2 separate regions of the Mus musculus genome follow, and region 1 is linked to region 2. Evidence: chromatin contacts called from public promoter capture Hi-C data. All regions are on one chromosome and are shown on one strand. The core of a region is the stretch at or near the end of the contact, and the rest is flanking DNA. Distances in the headings are between cores, read along the strand shown.

What was found. Promoter capture Hi-C pulls out the DNA fragments that hold promoters and counts their contacts.
Region 1: a promoter capture Hi-C map of neural stem cells shows a contact between it and region 2. The contact joins two enhancer-like sites. A contact is called at or near these places in 1 of 39 promoter capture datasets (neural stem cells), 1 of 15 datasets of contacts at CTCF or cohesin (stem cell-derived epiblast-like cells), 7 of 484 Hi-C or Micro-C datasets (the HL-1 cell line, Th1 cells, cerebral cortex and 4 more), 2 of 115 datasets of contacts at active chromatin or transcription factors (T-cell acute lymphoblastic leukemia and VIP interneurons) and 1 of 9 other capture datasets (embryonic stem cells).

Annotation. Positions count from the first base shown.
Region 1 is chr5:142,316,774-142,322,425 of GRCm38.p6, forward strand. No RefSeq gene overlaps it. Among named protein-coding and RNA genes, the nearest start is that of Gm30998, 44 kb to the right of the region's middle. Within about 2 kb of position 2,703, at least 10 of the 459 cell types and tissues checked have an H3K27ac peak or open chromatin away from gene starts, as enhancers often do. A contact at or near this core is called in neural stem cells, where this site is marked.
Region 2 is chr5:141,034,169-141,039,793 of GRCm38.p6, forward strand. No RefSeq gene overlaps it. Among named protein-coding and RNA genes, the nearest start is that of Gm38729, 23 kb to the left of the region's middle. Within about 2 kb of position 1,268, at least 6 of the 459 cell types and tissues checked have an H3K27ac peak or open chromatin away from gene starts, as enhancers often do. A contact at or near this core is called in neural stem cells, where this site is marked.

The DNA.
Region 1 (5,652 bases), core at 1,453-3,952, 1.3 Mb after region 2:
AATGCTGAATACATACGTCACCATGCCTAACTGGAAGATTGCTGCTCTGTGTGTACAAAAACTAAAGTGGCTTGGGTGTCCTCCAAGCCCAGAGATGTTGCTGGGACCCTGAATCCCAACGCTGCCTCCTGATATCTCCATCACTCGTCCCTGCTAAACGCACTTCAAGTGATCTCACACTACAAAATCTTTACTCTGGAAAGCCACAAAAAATTTTCCTCCATAAACAGTATTGCAACTTGGGTCCAATGACGTGGCTCAGTGATCAAAGGCACGTGCTGTGTTTAGTTTGAGAACCAATTTCCTTAGGTTGTCCTCTGAACTCCACGTGCAATTGAGGTACATGCACAGATATATACAGATATAGATACAGATGTAAACTTAGATGTAGATATAAATGTAGATATAGATATAAATATATAGAAACATATATCAGCCTCTGCATCAGCCTCTCAAGTACTAGAATTGCATGTAAGGCATAGATCACCATAAATAACCTATGGTTTTATTTTCAATGTTATTATTGTTACTATTAATATTATTTATGGGGGGGGGGGTCGGGGGCAGAGGTCAATCTCAGATGTTGCTCCTTAAAGTAATACTCTTTTATTTTTAGGGACAGGGTCTCGCACTAGAACCTGGGATGGCTGTTTTTTGACTAGGTCGGCTGGTCAGTGGTCATCATTGCACTACAAGCATGCATTAGTAGTCCTGTCTGGTTCTTCTCAATGTGGATTCTAAGGCACTGACTAATCTATCTCCCAACCCCATGACCATCCCTTTTTTTTGGGGGGGGGGGTGTTTCAAGACAAGGTTTCTCTGTGTAGCCCTGACTGTCCTGGAACTCACTTTGTAGGCCAGGGTGGCCTCAAACTCAGAAATCCACCTGCCTCTGCCTCCCAAGTGCTGGGATTAAAGGCATGCCCGGCCTGACCATCCTTCTTAATGTTCACATAATATTCCTTGATTAACTACACCACAGTTTATTTTCTCCTTTTTTACCACTTAGATTTTTTTTCTAATTTACGCTACTATAAATAACAATGCAATTAACATCTCTATTTCTTCAGCTGGATCCAAATGTCTTATGAATTAACAGCAACTGAACAGGATTCAATTCTGTGTCATTGCTTTTCGGACAAAAACGGAATGTCCTGGTTTCCGAACAAGGAACCATCTAAATTTAGGCTTCTTGACAGAGCTGTGTGACAAGCCGAATAGCAATGACAGAGTCCCAGCAGCACTTTAGAAAAGTCTATTTAGCTTGTTTGCCCTCGTTGAGGGACAGACTAAGTCTCACGTTGCTTCATCTTAAAGTGACTTTCAAGACCGGAAAATTTACCCTTGAAGGGATGTTTTTTTTAGGTACTGTATTTTATTTTTACTTTTTATCTGTGTGTGTACACTGTGTGTGTGTGTGTGTGTGTGTGTGTTCCTGTGAGTAGGGGTGCATGCTTACCATGACACATGAGTGGAGGTCAGAGGAAAAGCTCAGCTGTCAATCATGTCCTTGCCCCTTGGTGGAGCCCAGGTCTCTTGTTTGCCCCGCTGTGTACACCAGGCTACCCTGCCCATATGTTTCCAGGAATTCTCTTGCCTTCCTTCACCTTCCATCTTGCCTTAGAAGTGCTGGGATTCCAGGTATGCACTATCATGTTGACTTTACATGAGCTCTGCCCACTGAGCCATCTTCCTGGCCTAGGGACTTCTCTCTAAGTAGCATCATTTGGACATTTGTTCCTTTACGCAGATGTCCTTGAGCCTGGCTAAGCTCAAGATCGCCCACAAATGCATCCTCCTCGATGTATTTAAATCCCAGTAATACAGTCGCCCTTGGGATGCCTGGAGCTTCAGTTCTGGGACCCTCGGCGAACATTGTGTGGATACGTAGGCCCTGTATAGATGTGATGGTGCTTGTAGAGAACCCATGTCCATCTTCCCACGCACTTGCAGTATTCTTTATATTACTTAGACTAATGCAAGGTCAAGTCTGTGTAAACGGTTGCTAGACAGCATTGTTTAGGGACTAGCAACAGCAGTAACAAAAAAATGGTTGGCTCAGACTCTGTGTGTGTGTGTGTGTGTGTGTGTGTGTGTGTGCACGCTGTGTGCCGGAGAAATAGAGACCAGAAGACAATTGTGTTGTCCAGCTCTCTTCCTTCTTATCTTCCTCTTCTTCTTCCTTCTCCTCCCCCTCCTCCTCCTCTTTTTCTTCTTCTTCCGGCCTCCCAAATGCTGGAATTAAAGGCTCTACCATAACAGTCTTAACTTATTTTTTTAAGTATGTTATTTTTTAAAACTTACAAAATAGCCAGGTGGTGGTTGTACACACCTTTAATCCCAGCACTCTGGAAACAGAGGCAGGTAGATCTCTGTGAGTTCAAGGCCAGCCTCATCTACAGTGTGAGTTCCAGGTCAGCCAGGGCTACACAGAGAACCCTTGTCTCAAAAAAACAAAAAAACTTACAAAATACACATACACACACACAGAGCCCAATGTCCATTCATGTACTTGAGGCACAAGGCACATCTAGCCACAAAGAGATCAAGTTACCTTGAGACATCATGGAGGTGAGCCAGAGGCTGCTCTGATCCCAGCCCCTCCAGCGTCCCAACTCTCCCTAAGTGGTGGCCCCACACCTTAGCCCCTGAAACTGCCCTTCACATAAATCTGGCCAAGTGTCGTCAACAGAATAAATCTCAGGCTTCTACTGCCACCTTGTGGTCACTTCTTGTCAGTTGCCCAGCCTCACGTCTCGGCCCATGCCATAGACCGTGGAATGACCTCACAAACTTAAAGAAAAGGAGGTCCAGAGAGGGTGGTGACACTCCTGGGGTCACACAGTTAGCCATGATGATGCTGCGGCTAGAATTTCACGTTCTTCAGTTCTGTGCGTCTTTGCTTTGGCTTCTCCAAGAAGCCAGGCTCAGACAGTGCCACGACTGGGCTCTCAAGTAGGAAGAAAAGAGAATGGGATAGTGTGCAACTTTAACTATTGAACTATTTGCTCCACTGGCCTGGGCAGGACAGAACAGCATCAGAAGCCACGAGTTTGCCTCTCATTCTCTCGTTCTCACTTTTGCCTGTAGCTACTTGCTCGGGAAGCCAGGGGAGCAAGCATAGGAATCCCACCGGGTCTCACCCTCTCCACTACTCCTTCCGGCCCAAAATGGCCCCAAATCGGAAGACAGATGTGAGGTTTGGATCGGAATGAGACTTATAGTGTTTTCCTACTGCCTCAACTTAGGCAAGGTGATTGCTGCCCGGAATCCATGTCTGCCTCTAAAACAATCCAAGTGACGACTGACCATCAGGAAAGAAAGATCCCAGCTGGGCAGTGGTGGCGCACGCCTTTAATCCCAGCACTCGGGAAGCAGAGACAGGCAGATTTCTGAGTTCAAGGCCAGCCTGGTCTACAGAGTGAGTTCCAGGACAGCCAGGGCTACACAGAGAAACCCTGTCTCAGAAAACCAATAAATAAATAAATAAATCCTTTAATAAAAAAAAAAAAAAGGAAAGAAAGATCCCAGGCTGGCTTGGTCCTCAGCTGACGAGGCTGTTGGGAATTGGTGGCAACTTTAGGACTTCGGGACAAACAGGATAAAGTTAGGTCATTGGAGAACATGCCCTTGAGGAGGACTGTACACACACACACACACACACACACACACACACACACACACACCTGCGCCCTTCCCTCTCTGTTGCCCAATTGCCGTGAGGCGAGCTGACTTCCTCCAGCATGTGCTCTGGCTGCCATGTACTGTGTCGCCACAGCCCAGGATAACAAGGCCAGGCAACTATGGCCTGAAGTCTCTGAAACTGTGAGTCAAAATAGACTTTTCCTCCTTGTACGTTTCTTGTTCTAGGTGTTTTAATCGCAGTGCCAGAAAGCTAACACAGCCCTAGATCTTCTGGTCTAATTACTTACAAGTTGGTCTGGGGCAAGGTTGACTAAAGTGAGGTGTGTTTGGTCAAGAACATTTAGAGTCAGGAAAAGCATTCCAGAAGGTAGCAGAACTGTAGACAGCAGCATGGCTTGGAAGTTAGAGTTAGGGTGGGATTGTGGAAGACCAAAATGGAAGCTGAAGGAGGTCTACCTACCTAATATTCCTGCCTAATTCACCTTACCTAAATGCTTTCATCAATTGTTTAATTGGAAAGTATGTATGCTGTCTTAGTTGGGTTACTTTGCTGTGGTGAAACACCATGACCAGGCTGGCGAGAAGGATGACGGATACATACATGGAGTAGAGATAGATGTTGATGATAGATGGATAGATTATAGATGATAGACTATACATTATAGATAGATGGTAGATTATAAGTAGACGGATGACAGATGAATAAATAGTAGCCAAACGATAGATATGTATAGATGATAGGTGGATAGAAAATACATAGATGACAAATTTATGGATAGATTGATTATAGAGATAAGTGATCCTTGGATAAATGATAGATAGATAGATAGATAGATAGATAGATAGATAGATAGGCAGGCTCGCTCCACATCAGCATATCCTCTCATCTATGAGAGGCCTCTCAGGTTGCTCCCGCCTCTGAGCTCCTGCCTCCTGCATCCATCCACAGCTCAGGAAAGCAGAGAGGAGATGAGAGTGCCCAGAAAGCGCTGCAGAATCTGAGCTTACTCCCCCCTTTCCCAAGGAACCCGAACCCTCCCCTTCCCTCTCAGCTTTCTTCCGATAAATGAAATTGTCTGAGTCCTTCTCCATCTCTAATCGGGTTAGGACATGTCCAATGCTCTTGACGAGCTTGTGGGCCGATCTGGGGATCAAACAAGATTACAGGGCAGCAAGCACTCAAGTCTGAAGAGGTGCATCCACCATCAGGATTATCAATAAGCTCCCATTGATCTCTTAATACAGAAAAAATACAGTTACCTCCTCCCAAGGGGTTTTCCTCACGGAGAATGGTAGGCATATCCTCTTCTCTGCCTACCTCCTTCCCACTGAATCTGGACCTTTGGCCCAGGGGTCTCTTGGCCCTTGGAACTGATGGGCACTCAGACCTCACTGTAAGTCAGAACTCACTCGAAGGTTCTTAACCAGGTGTAGATATTTGTTTTGCTGGGCTCAAACGATTTCAAAATTCTTCCTATCTCCCTGATGATATACAGAAATAGGAATGGTTACTTTTTTATTTGTATATGCCCATATATCACTGTACATGGGTGTGTGCACATGCATGTAGATGTAGATGAATTATTTATTCTAGTTAGCCCATATAAAAGACACAAAACCCTGGTATTTGGCTTATACGCTGTAAACCTAGACTGGGCAGGTTCTGAGTTATTCTGACGGCTCAGACACACGCCCTTTGCTACTTGCTGTTTGAGTCTTTTGCCCCAGCAGCCTGTGCTCGGGGTGCACTTCTGTAAGCCACCTGCTCCTGGTCCATCTCCTCTACTGGTGGCCTCCTGCTCTTTCCATCTTCTCTCTCCTCCCTCAGAATCTCCTGAGATCCCTCACTTGATTCTCAAGTCCCCCCTTTCTCTCTCTGCTGCCCAGTCACAGGCTCTAAGCCTTTTATTAACTGATTAACCTTACACTGGGGAGCAAGGTTTACACAACCAAGACTGCTGTGTGTGAGAATTCTCTCCTGGACAGCAACTGAACATTAGGGTTCAG
Region 2 (5,625 bases), core at 18-2,517:
AGGAGTGAGCTACAAAATTTCTAGTGACTTGTTTCAAGGCTTTCTGGTATTCCAGGAAATCTATATGTGTTAAATAAGAAGAGGGAGATTAACCCCTAGATGAGGCCCAAGAAAAAGTCTAGGTCAACTGTTTGAATTGAGTTCAGTCAGGTGCAGACTTGCCACTTTGTAACCAGCCTGGCAGAAATGAGGGCTTTCTAAAGAGACACTCACCTATCAGGCTATTGAAACAATGGGCCCCAGAGAAATGGCGGTTTCCCTAGAAATCTCATGCTGGGAGAAGGGCAAGGCCCCATCGGATGGGGAACTTGTTTTCATGGAGGTTTTACACAGTTCCATCAGCTTGTCAGAATTCTTACACCTTGAGCTGAAGCCCAGACAAGGATGGGTGGGACCACGCCTTGACTGAGTGGGACTACTTTGATATTCATATCCTTGACCTCTATTTAAACTCTTGTTTTTAGGGCTCTAAAGGCAGACTGGGAGGTTCCCCAAATCTTCTTGACCCTCTTCTCAATGTGCCCCCATTGAATACACTAATACATCTCCTAGTTCTGCTCCTCATTATTAATTTGGCTCTTTTATTGGCTTATTGAGAATAGGTGGCATAAGTTCTTATATCTCAAATGTAATAATTTCTCAGAAGTTATAACCCCTCAAGTCTGGCATAGGGTCATGCTTCAGTGGTAGAGCCCCTGCCTAGAACCCCCCAGTGAGGGGCTGGGGTGTGGCTCAGTGGTAGAGCCCCTGCCTAGAACCCCCCAGTGAGGGGCTGGGGTGTGGCTCAGTGGTAGAGCCCCTGCCTAGAACCCCCCCAGTGAGGGGCTGGGGTGTGGCTCAGTGGTAGAGCCCCTGCCTAGAATCCCCCAGTGAGGGGCTGGGGTGTGGCTCAGAGGTAGAGCCCCTGCCTAGCATGTACAGGCTACCGGGTAACAGCCCCAGCACTACAAAGAGAAATAGAATATGTCACGAAACAAATTCTTGACAGACCTTCATCCTAAAGAGAAGGTCCTGGCTCTCGTGTTTGTTTGACTCCTGTGCCAGTGCTCAAGGCAGCCCCTCCCTGTGAGTTCTCCTGTGGGCTCTGTTTGTTGGAATGGAAGCTTCCAGAAGGCAGGGATCTTGCAAGGTCTATCTCCTCAGCCCTAGTGAGACCCCCAGAAGTTTCTGTTGATGTACTTCCCTGCTTCCTTCCTCAGAGCACAGAGCCTGGTTGCTTTCAGGGAAATAAATGGAGAATAACCTTGTTGAGCCAAGTACAAAGTTCTTCCTTGACAGCCCTATTCCTTTTGGACAGCCTTGAAAAGAGCCAGAGATTTCTTTACAAGGAAATAGAAAGGGTCGCATTTATAATGGGCGCAGAGCCATCCTGTGAACCCAGCCTTCGCTCGCCTGCCAGGGAGTTAGCGAGGCAGATGGCAGAGCTATGATGGTCTTTGGAGGCTGAAACAAATATTACTTCTAAGGTCCTCTATCCAAGGGACTCCTACTAGGGGGACCCTAAGCTAGCAATGCTTTGGTATAGAGCTTTCATTGAGTCCAATCTCATCTTGCATGGTGTCTCTCAACAGCTCCGAAATACATGAACAAGTTTCTTAAACAATGGTAATTCAGTTGTGATTGTCACTCATGGGGAGAGCACAGCAAATAAAGATAAACACACTTCATTCTTGTTCTCAGGCATGCTGCAATATGAGCAAAGTTAACTGTGGTAAGTAAGACCCTCCCGACAAAGATGGGGATGTTGGAAACTGCCCTGGACCCTGAAATGAACTCAGAGGCTAAAAGAACCAGCTGGCAAGAAGAGAGTGGAAATTTGGTTGACAGTGGTGCTGTGGGGGAGGGGGAAGGGATGTGGAGGCGGTGAGTGGAGCGCTCTCCCAGGAGTACAATACAATAAGAGAATTTATTCTTTTTTTTTTCTCCAGCATCTTTCACAGAGAAGTTTAACAAAATGCCCCGCGGCTAATTACAGACTTCCTATGCAAATACAAGCAGAAGTCTGTAATTTATTAAATGGTCGAGATAGAAGACTTTTAAGGATCACTGCAGAGATGGGTAGCTGGATCAGCCAGGGGAGAATCGAAGGCACCGCGAATGAGAAACAGAGTGGTCTGCTGGAGAGATACCGTACCAGAGGGGTCTGGGTGTTAGCAGGATGCTAAAAAGGCACACTCATGAGCCTTAGAACCAGAACGCACACACTCCTGCCAGAGGGAACTGATCCAAGTTGAGGAGGCTTGGGACCATTTCTGTGTAGGGATATGTGTCATGTTGGGAAATTACCTGAAGAACATGTGATATGAAGGGCAACGTGGACAAGAAGCCAAGAAAGTTGTTTGTGACAGTGGCAGAGGCCATCAAAACAAGTGTCCCAGAATGAGGGGCATTGCCGGGGTCATGACCAAATCTAGTGCCAAATCAATCAATCTTATGGAGGTTTGCTGGCAGGTGTATGTCAGTTAGAGGCAGGAGGACCAGTCAGCCTTGTGAAAGCCCACTCAGCAGGGGGCATTGGATTGATCATCCATCCATCCATCCATCCATCCATCCATCCCTTTACTCATTTCAGTGAGCTAGGGTCCTATATAGCCCAGGATGCTCTCAAACTCCTTATGTAGCCAAAGAAGACCTTCTTCCTTCTAAGTGCTGAGATTACAGGCCTACAGGACTGGTCCAGTTAATGCTGGTGCTGGGTATTAAACCCAGGGCTTCCCTCCCTCCCTCCATCCCTCCATCCCTCCACCCCTCCATCCATCCCTCCATCCCTCTCTCCCTCCATCCCTCCCTCCATCCCTCCCTCCCTCCCTCCCTCCATCCCTCCCTCCCTCCCTCCGTCCCTCCATCCATCCCTCCATCCCTTCCCTCCATCCCTCCACCCCTCCATCCATCCCTCCATCCCTCTCTCCCTCTCTCCCTCCCTCCATTCCTCCCTCCCTCCCTCCATCCATCCCTCCCTCCTTCCCTCCCTCTCTCCCTCCATCCCTTCCCTCCATCCCTCCACCCCTCCATCCATCCCTCCATCCCTCCCTCCATCCATCTCTCCCTCCCTCCCTCCCTCCCTCCGTTCCCTCCCTCTCTCCCTCCCTCCCTTCATCTTTCTCCCTTCTCTCCCTGCTCTTTCTCTTCCTTCCTCAGTTACAGCCCAGCTCAGAGGAACCCTGATGGCTACCTTTACATCTTCTAACTCTTGGCAGCCTGTTTCTTTCGAAACAGCTGAGGACCAAGCAGAAAGCACTGAGCATCAAGGTCGGGCTGGGATAATAGCCGCAAGGTGACTGTTCACTTTGGCAAAGAGAATTACGACCTCCTTTTCCATCCGTCCTCCCCCGATGGCCAGAGAAGATGGAGATAATATTTACTATTTTGTCCTCACACACTGCCGCAGAGGCAGCAACCATATATTTGAAAAGCAGGGGCCTACTATCTTGAGATGGAGAGTCGGGCCAGAATACACGTGGACTTCGGTATTACTAATTCATTTAAGCATGACACTCAGCAGAACTTTCTTCCAAGGAAGTCAATGTCACACCTGTATCCTGTTCTGGGCAAGAAACAATGCCACTGTGAATGAGACTAAGCTTTAGTTATGGTGTGTGTGTGTGTGTGTGTGTGTGTGTGTGTGTGTGTGTGTGTGTGTGTGTGTATGTGTATGAGTGTGAATGTGTGTGAGTATGTGAGTGTGTATAAATGTGAGTGTGTGCATGTGAATGTGTGTGTGTGAATGTGTGTGTGTGAGTGTGTGAATGTGAGTGTGTGTGTTTGTTTGTGTGTGATTCTTTGGCAGCCATATGCCATGGTAGGTTTTTAAAGGTTTTATCTATATATTTGGCTGTGTGACATATGTGTTTGTGTGGATGTGGAAACTAGAGATCAGCGTTGGGTGTCTCTCTTGATTGTTTCCGTTTTACTTTTTGAGACAAGGTCTTTCTCTAAAACCTGGAATTGTGACTGGAGATCCAGCTGTCTCTGCATCCTCTGCTGGAACTGCCGTCATGTGCCATCTTGCCTGGTTGTTCGAATGGGCGCTGTTCATGCATGTTCATGCATGTTCATGCATGTGTGGCAAATCCTTCACCAACTGAGCCACCTCCAATTTCTACCTCGTTTGTTTGAAACAGGATATCTCCCTGATCCTGGAACTCACTAAGCAGGCTAAGATGGCTAGCCAGTCTGAGGGATCCTCTTGCCTCCCCTCTCCAGCTCTGGAATTACAAGCATGAACCACCATGCTCATTTGTTTCTATCCTCATAGGTGCTGGGGGTGGACTTTGTTGTCTGAGCCATCTTCCCCAGCTCAGTTATGATGCTTTTTGTAAGCAGAAGCAGAAGTGGCCAATGTTCTAAGGGCCTGGGTTCCTCTTTGGGCAAATGTAGTCCTCAGAGCTAGCTCTGTCCCGAGGCTGCAGAGCCAGCAGGACACCCTGAGGAGGTGTGTGTGTGTGTGTGTGTGTGTGTGTGTGTGTGTGTGTGTTCTCTTTTCCATTCAGCACACTTAGAGACTGTCATTTTGCATTTTTGCACTCTGGAAGCTTCCTCTACTCCTCAGTAGCTTGGGTTATTTCCTGAGAAAAGACCTGACAATGGCTGGGTGGATTCTTCCTACCTGGGCTGCATCTCCTGTAGGAGCGTTGCTCTGGGACTAGGCTGATACCTCCTAGACTGTCTGTCCACTGCATATATCGCTATTCCCACTCACCTTGAAGAAGGGCAGCTCAGCCCCAGCTCCTCAGCCCCAAATCCTCCCAACCAATGCAAGGCATCCTCCCACCCTGGCAAGGTGTCCCAGAACAGGTGCAGACTTTGAGTAACTGCATTTTGCCAAGAACTCTGAAAACCTGTATCCTACTTACTGGCAGTGATAGATGAGCCTCTCTGCCGGGGACGAAGCCCTGGTCACGGACCACTGATGTGTTAGGAGAGAATTCACAGTGTAGCATTTACTTTCCAGCAACAGGGCTGGGAACAGAAGGCCACAGGAGCCGAGGGGCGGTCCACCTCCCCAGCAGGTGGCTTTGGGCTCAGTCTGCTATTTAGGGCTTGGATACAATGAAAATACTGAAGGTCTCTGGATGCCAGGATGCCTGTCTCATGTCCCGAGTCATGCCCAGGGTCAGGACCAACAGTGGAATTTTAAGTTGGTGCAGTTGGTCTTGCAGACACTGGCAGAGATGCATTTTCCTCCGGTGGTTGAGGTAGCTTTTTGTTGTGGGACAGAAACAAATGGCACTGACAGATGCAAACCTGGATGTTGTCAAGGGTGGATGGGAAATAGAGGCTGCCTGAGAGGAGGTCTCATCCCCACTCCACTGTGGGGACTTGTGACAGAAGGGGTGGAAAGGTGGCTGATGTAAGTTCTTAGCCTCAGCGTCCCCGGCTGTGAGGTGGGGTGGTGGCCGAGCACTCCTACCTGAGTTGTGGGAGTTCCAACATGTAGACATTGTAAAAGGATGTTACCCGAGGTGGTGTTCATGCTGAGTACGTTTGTGGGTGAGTTAAAGAGGAGGGTGGGTAGGGGTGGGAGAAGATTCCATGGTTAAAGCTCTGGTCACAAAAATGTAAGGAACCAACATAAAGCTGAACATGTCTGTGGTGAGATGGGAGGCGGAGACAAGAGGATTCCCG